Regions from separate parts of the Ovis aries genome. Here region 1 is linked to region 2. A link is a contact called in public Hi-C data. All regions are on one chromosome and are shown on one strand. The core of a region is the stretch at or near the end of the contact, and the rest is flanking DNA. Distances in the headings are between cores, read along the strand shown. Region 1 holds the start of LOC101103215 (SCAN domain-containing protein 1-like). Region 2 has its middle 36 kb from the start of WNT4.

Region 1 (3,734 bases), core at 592-3,091, 82 kb after region 2:
TACAGTCTTAGCCACAGGACCACCAGGAAAGTCCCTCTAGGAGCTCTGAATTGATTCTAAACTGGGTAGCAGTATTTTTGGAATATATCACTTCCCTTATGATCTGGGTTTCTGTTCAATCAACAGGGTGTTTCTCATGCCTCAAAATAAGTTAACTATCCCAGGGTGATGAGAAGGACAAAAGCAGAATACACCCCAAACTCAGGGGTGCCTTGAATAAAAGGGAAATAGTCAAGGAAAGGTTGGATGAAACACTGTATGAAAGCAAAATCTTGGGAACAGCTTAAGCCATCAACAGGAATGTGGTTAAGATGTTGTTGTATAGTCGTTAAGTTGTGTCCACCTCTTTCAAGACCCCATGGACTGTAGCCCACCAGGCTACTCTGTCCAAGCGATTTCCCAGGCAAGATACTGGAGTCGGCTGCCATTTCCTTCTCCATGGGGTTTTCCCCACCCAGAGACTGAACTTGTGTCTCGTGTGTCCCTTGCACTGCAGGCAGATTCTTTTACCACTGAGCCACAGGGAAGCCCTTATCAACAGGGAAATGATTAAAGTACTGTCAGCCACTCAGCAGAATACTATGCAGCCTTGGAAGAAATGAAAGAGGCCTGTGAGAGCCGATATGTAAAGTTCTCCATAATATAGCACCCCTCCGCCAGGTACAGATCAGTACGTATAGTGTAATCTCATCTGGGGAAATTAGAAGCACATACACGTAAGCATATACGACCCGATGTATCTATAAACAGTACCGGGAAGGTTATCAAAGAAGTTCTTTTACCTCTGACGAGCAGAACAGTGAAAGCGGGAAACATTTTTCTTATACCTTTCTGTACTGTCTTCTTTTTTACTACATCTATGCTACTTTCATGACAACTCAAGAGGGAGAAAACACTTCAGGGTTTCCCCTCCAGCTCGAAACTGGGAGAAAACCCCTAATCCACTTAGGAAAACACCCTTTCACTACTTCTCATTCCCAAACCCGACTTCTAGGAACAGTCTCAACTGTCAACAGGCCAGTTTTCAAAGCTGGCTTTGGAAGATGATGATCAGCTCCATGATTTACCCAGCTTCCAAACCCAATCAGTTTGAGAAGGCCACCTGCCATACAGAATGCTTATCCTCACCAGTCAGTAACTCCAGCTTAGGTAACCCTTATCTCCTATCTGATACTGTGCGTTTCACATTCCCTACGTGATTCTCTTAGCGACTCAGGTTAAACTCTCGGTAAGACTCTCCACCGCCCCAGTAGTCTCCATTTTAACAAGCAGCTTCCACCTCTCCACTTGTTGAATTTTACAGGCCACACGGTCCTCAGTAGCTTTCCGTCATCGAGTCCTGCCCGACAACCCAGTAGGGCCTTTACTGTCATTTCCACTTCACAGATAAACAAACTGAGGCTCGGAGAAAGGGGACTTGCCCAAGGTCACAAGGCTAGGAAGTGGCGGGACCACCCAGCCCAGAAGAAAAATCCCCGGCGTCTCTGCAGGGGCCTGGGTCCGACTCCTCCCACCACCTGGGTGCGGTTCAGACGGCCGAGATCCGGCCGGAAAAGGCCCATCTGGGGAATCCAGAACTGGACGCCCTCCTCTCTGGGACATTTAGCGGGGCCCCAAGGCCACATCAGGCCGACCAGCCGGCACACCCCACGGGCGAGGGCCTCCCCACTCCCACGGCCGCCGCCCCGGCCGCCCGCTCCCACCCAGCGGTGCGCGGCGGAGGAGGGAGGTGCAGGGGGCGGGGAGGGGCGTTCACCTGCGCAGGTGCCCCTCGGAAGGCCGGGTGAACGGGGGAAGGAGAGGAGCGAAACGCCAAGCCCCGCCACCGGCTCCGGGAAAGGGAAATCAGCTGCTCGGCGCCGAGCTTTGTAGCCCACCGCCGGAACCGGAAGTCGCGCCCCGCCCGGAAGCTGGAAACGGAAGGGGAAACTGGGTTCCAAGGCGGGGGGACGTGGGGAGGCGGGGTCTCTCTAGGCCTTGGCGGTGCCCTGTAGCTCCATGGTCTTAACCCCTGCTGGTCTCTTGGCCTCCCTCGGTCCCCAATCCTCCCGACTGAGCGAAGAGGTGCGTCCGGCCTAGGAGCTCTTCCAGTGCAGGGGAGGCCTTTGCCTTTCTGACCAGCAGTTTTTTGCCCAACAGAATGGAAAGAGGATGCGGCAGGAACTGAGACACTCCTCGAGCCTGCCCGCAGCTGAGTCAGCGCCCCACCCTGAGGTTACACCCTTGATCCTTTGCACCACCCAGAGCAAAGAAACCAAATTGGAGGGCTGGCTGGCTGCTGCTGGGAGACAGTGGTCGGTGTGGCTTCCCGTAGAGCCACTCCAGATGGACAGAGGGCGCAGCCTATTAGGTGTCTCCATGTACCCACTTAGGCCCACCCAGAGAGTGGGGCATTTTCCCGTGGGACCTTGGCAGTCCCTCTTGGGGGAGGCCCTTTGTGCGTAGGAGGCTAAATCTTAGTCCTGTGTGTCTCTTCCTCAAGACCTTCCCAATTGCAGTGGTCCAGTTCAGTCAAAGAGTCACTCAGACTCTTTGCGACCCCATGGCCTGTTGCAGGGCAGGCCTCCCTGTCCATCACCAACTCCCAGAGTTTACTCAGACTCATGTCCGTTGAGTCAGTAATGCCGCAGGAACTGAAATTTCAGATTTTTACTAAGGCGGTTTTTGAGTCTGGGCACACAGGTTAAATAGCACAGCCTGTAAGAGGAAGTGCAGAGATGCTAACCAAGGCAGCCTTCCCAGTTTGCTCTTAATCCTGAAGGGAAGGAACTTGGCCTTTGCATTCTCCTATCTAGATGAAATGGCCTAGGAAATTAAGAGGGGCGCCTCAGTGCCTCCTGCTGGGTTATCACCCCAAGACCCAATGTCCTTGGGGAAGGGAAGATACACCTTTTGTCTTCCATAAACTCCTAGATGGCTAGGTACTCAAGTAGGTGGTTGGAGAACCAGGGCTCCTTGCCATGGCCCTATCCCTACCTCCCCTAGTGACTGCGGGTCCTTCCCCCACTCACTCCTACAGTGCAGTATCCACATTTACCTCCTCTTTGCCTTGGTTTTCCCATCTGTAAAATGAGGGGGTTGAACTAGATTCAGTTCAGTTCAGTTCAGTCGCTCAGTCGTGTCCGACTCTCTGCAACCCCATGAATCGCAGCACGCTAGGTCTGCCTGTCCATCACCAACTCCCGGAGTTCACTCATACTCACGTCCATCGAGTTGGTGATGCCATCCAACCATCTCATCCTCTGTTGTCCCCTTCTGCCCCCAATCCCTCCCAGCATCAGAGTCTTTTCCAATGAGCCAACTCTTCTCATCAGGTGGCCAAAGTACTGGAGTTTCAGCTTCAGCATCATTCCCTCCAAAGAACACCCAGGGCTGATCTCCTTTAGAATGGACTGGTTGGATCTCCTTGCAGTCCAAGGGACTCTCAAGAGTCTTCTCCAACACCACAGGTCAAAAGCATCAATTCTTCGGTGCTCAGCTTTCTTCATAGTCCAACTCTCACATCCAAACATGACCACTGGAAAAACCATAGCCTCGACTAGATGGACCTTTGTTGGCAAAGTAATATCTCTGCTTTTTAATATGCTATCTAGGTTGGTCATAACTTTCCTTCCAAGGAGTAAGCATCTTTTAATTTCATGGCTCCAATCACCATCTGCATCAGGAACTTCCAATTGTCATTCCCCCCTTCAATTCTTAGGTTCTTTGGGAATGCTTCAGAAAACTGCTCAGGT
Region 2 (4,015 bases), core at 351-2,850:
AAAGGAACATGGTTGATGGTGTCATCGCATCCCCCCTGCCCCCGCCTGCCCACACCCACACCCACACACTCAGCCCCGTCCTCTCAGCACCAGGGGAAGCTCAATACGGAACATGATTCCTGGGCTCCAGGCTGCTCAGGCACCCGTCTGCAAGCCTGACAGGCTTCACTTGATAGCAGGACCCTAGCATGGTGAGGGGAAAGGCAGGTGACTCCCCTCCAACTTGCCCTCAAGGGTAAGAGCTCTGTCCAGTTCACCCAGGAGAGGGCTCGGCTCATTAGCAAGAAAGGGGTTCCCAACCTTTAACCTATGCCCCCTGCCTTTGAGTGACAAAACACCCTTGCTTTGTTAGCTCTATCTGACATTTCAAAATAAATCTTGTGACTTAAATAAGCACTTCACATTACATACACCATTTGTCCCCTGGCTATTCTAATACTTCCTCTCCAGGGGAGTCTAACAGTCAAAAGCTCTGGAGTCAAATAAATCCCAGTTCCACCGTGTCCCACCGTGTCGCTTGCGTGGGTTGTTCCAACTGTTTCCTCAGGGATCCACAGAGCCACTGGGAAGGTAAAGCACATAAGGCACTTAGTATGATGCCCACCACACAACACAGCGGGTACTCAGCCAGGGCCCATCATGACTGCTGCTAACGGCAGAGAACGCTCGCCAGGCGGAGACTCGCGGGGCGGGGTGCACCGGGGTGCACACCCCAGACTTCAGCTGGCAAGGGACGCATGCAGCAGAGAACGGGCGGGGGCCCCTTTCGCAGGTCCACTGTGTCACACACGCTGCTGCTTCAAACGCTCACACTCTCCCCCTCGGACTCTCCCGACTCAGGCCGAGATCTGGATCTTCTGTTTTACGTGGCAAGGGGCAGGAGGGTTTCAGAAAGCACTGAATAAATGTCAAGTGACCCGAGGCATGCATTCCAGAATGAAATGCAACGCAGACGTCTGCCAAGCCCTAGACAGCCGCACGGTGGGCTGCCAGCCTGATAAAGGGCAGCAGAGCAGTGGGTTCAAACCCTTGGAAGCTCTGAAAAGCTACAGATTTATGGCTGTTCCTCTCGGTTCCTTCTCCAGCACAAAGGAGTCGAGAGTAGATTAAAGCATCTCCATCCACCAGTACCCAGGACTGCAGGAGCCCACTCCCCTTTCAGGGCCCCCGAGAAAAGCCCCGACCTGGGCCCCCCAAGCCCTGGTTCTTGCACAAGGCCTCCCGAATGGCCAGCCCACGTGGCTTTGTTATAAATGATGCCCTGACGGCCATCTGACCCACTGTCTCCTGGTCTCCTCAGCTCCAAGTTCCCGAAGCCTCAGCCAAACACAACAGTGAGGACTCTTTCTTCAGGGCCCAGAGTGCAAGGCTCCTCAACACCTGGGAGCAGCTGGAAGCTGGAACTCAAGGACTCATCACTGCTGGTCTCCCCAGCCCGTGCCAAATGCATCTGTAAACAAGCCTTCTCAGTGGCTCCCTACAGCTGCTGCCCAGGGGTCAAAAGGGAGAGAAGCGGGCTAGAATCAGGGCAGCCCAGAGCTTACAAGTGAGGACTGAGCCAGGCGGGGCCTGGCCTGAAAGACTGTCCCTGGGTACGGCCAGGCCTGCACTGCTGGCCCTGTGCCCGGAGCCTTAGATGGGTTCACCGTTGCCCAGGACTGCTGCCCTGTACCAGGCTGCTGGGACCCCACGAGGCATGGGGCCTGTGTCACACTGCTGTAGGTCCCACTGTTTTACAAGCTGGCGGAGAGAAAGAACTTGCTGGGGCGGAGATGCCTGGATGCTGGGCTGTTGTGCGTGATCTTGTTTGCTATAAAACAGCCAGACATTCCGAGAACCTGGAATTGCGCCGAGGCCATGCAGCTAGCCTTCCTGGCCATATATCTCCAGGCGGGGGACAGGCCTGAGACATCTGAGATAATAAAGACATGATTGTCTCAGCCCTGGGGCTTGTCTCCCCTTTGTCCCAGGGCCCAGCAGCCAGCAAGAAGTTTAAAGACATCCTCCCCCTTCTCCTGGGAAAGGACAAATGCATCAGATTCTATAGCCGCTGGGGTGAGCTTCCCAAGAACCAGGCCTGGGATTCCTGCTCCCAGCTCCCCAGAGCAGAAGACAACCCAGGACCCACCCCGGGGCAGCGTGCAGGCCGTTCTCCGTGCCCCATCTCCGATCTTCCCCAACCCTCTAACAAGGGCACTGGTCAATTTTAAGGAAGAAGCTGAAGCTGAGAGGGGCCTAATGGGCTTGTCCAAAGTCACAAGTGTTCAGTAGCAGATGGTTTGAAACCTAGATCTCTTCTACTCCAATGCCTACAGCCTCCATGTTAATTTTAAAACCACCCTGCAACCCTTTTAATGCTCCTTCTTTCCTAACGTCCGGTTTCCCAGTCTCAAAGCAAGGTTGTTTACCCTTTAACATCTGAAGGGAAAAAACTCATGAAGGAAGCAAAACCCAGACTGCTGAATCTGGAAGCCAAAACAGCAGTTGTCAGCCTGGTTTCCCCTGAGTCATTTCTACCTCAATCTGACCCAGTGACAACCACCACCTAACCCAGGGGAAGGCGGCTTCATGAGGGAAAAGGGACGTGAGAGGTGCTGAGGATGAGCCCCACCCACTGTGTGCATCAGTGGACCGCCACCCCTAGCTTTCCTGACCGCAGGAGCCACTGAGTGGAGAGGGGGCATTGTCTACGCGGACGTGGGGGCTTGAGGAGAGCGCGCATCGGACTCAGAGCCAGAAGGCTCTGACTCGGCCTGTCAATCTCACAGAAGCCCGACCCTACACCAGTTTTCTCATTTTGTGAAGTAAATATACCTGGTCTGCTTGCCTCACAGGCTTTTCCGAAGATGAACATGAAAGTATTTTACCAACAGCTTTACAAATAGATGACATTATGACCCCATACATGTTTCTTCCCCTTCTGGTTTCTTGTGCATTCCTGGCTCCCCTTTCCTCTCCCTGACTTTCTTCTGTTCAAACATCTGAACACACTATGTGCTTGACACCACGCTGGATACAAGGAGAGGCTCACACACAGGTTAAGAAAAGGTGACAGAGACGTAAGATTGACACTGTGAGAGCCAACTAGCTTCCAGGGAGCCGAAGGGCCAGGCCTGATGAGAAATGGCCAGGATCTGACTAAGCCTCAGGCCTGCCCAAGACCCTCTCGGCCAGGCTGTAGGGGCCCCAGGACTAGTTCAGCGTCCCTCTAATTCAGACATTCATAGGCCTGTACACAAGGATATGGATATAACCTTTCAAGACTACTTCCAGCCCCAGGATCCCACCAACCTGCCACTAACTCCTTGATTTTTCCATCTTCTACTCGTGAGCACTGCCAAAATGAAGAACCTCAACTCCGCTAGATATAAACTTCCTTCCTTGGGAGGAAAAGGTCACTAGGAGAAAACAAGCAGTAGGAAATCTTTCGGAATGCCCCAGGGAAAAGTTGAACACTCCCATTACCCACCCATTCCGGCCATCCAGGCTCAGAACCCGAAGAGGATGTGGAGGTCATCTCATCTAATAGTCTCATTACACAGCCTTAAGGAGTTCTCTGCTTACACATACTCCAGCCAACCCCCAAAGGCCTGAAATAAACCAGTTCCCTCCAGCTCCCATTTCACTCCTTTCTGGCAGATCAAATCTGATGCTGCTGCAGGTACGGACAGAGCATATCTACACAGAACATTTCTATCTACACACGTCTGCAAGGTCCCCAAAGACAGAGCCTGCATGAAGGCTTGGTTCATGATCCAATTTTAAGAAAGGAAAAAAACGGGGCGGGGCATGGAGAAGACTGATGCTTGGCTGAAGGTTAACTGAAAGATACTCAGTTATTTTGAGATATGAGAAGCAAGATCACTAGCTCTGGAGGGCAATAATGGGTCTTAGAATTGAAGCACAGGCTGCAGGTATAGGTGGCAAGACACTGTGGGCAGTGGTCTCTGTTCTCAGCAGCTCGAGACTTTGTACTCTCTTCCCACCCAAGACACCTTGCTAAGTCTCAGCTGCC

Evidence for each region. A called contact is a pair of places that touch in the nucleus more often than the background predicts.
Region 1: a contact with region 2 is called in a Hi-C map of hypothalamus, with 1.9 times the contacts expected there. The contact joins the promoter of LOC101103215 here to the enhancer-like site in region 2. A contact is called at or near these places in 7 of 16 Hi-C or Micro-C datasets (blood, hypothalamus, liver and 3 more).

The regions. Positions count from the first base shown.
Region 1 is chr2:244,537,447-244,541,180 of ARS-UI_Ramb_v3.0, forward strand. LOC101103215 (SCAN domain-containing protein 1-like) reads right to left here and starts at 1,842. Exons shown (of 2, transcript XM_042244604.2): 1 at 1,757-1,842.
Region 2 is chr2:244,455,816-244,459,830 of ARS-UI_Ramb_v3.0, forward strand. No RefSeq gene overlaps it. Among named protein-coding and RNA genes, the nearest start is that of WNT4, 36 kb to the left of the region's middle. Within about 2 kb of position 1,601, at least 20 of the 54 cell types and tissues checked have an H3K27ac peak or open chromatin away from gene starts, as enhancers often do. A contact at or near this core is called in hypothalamus, where this site is marked.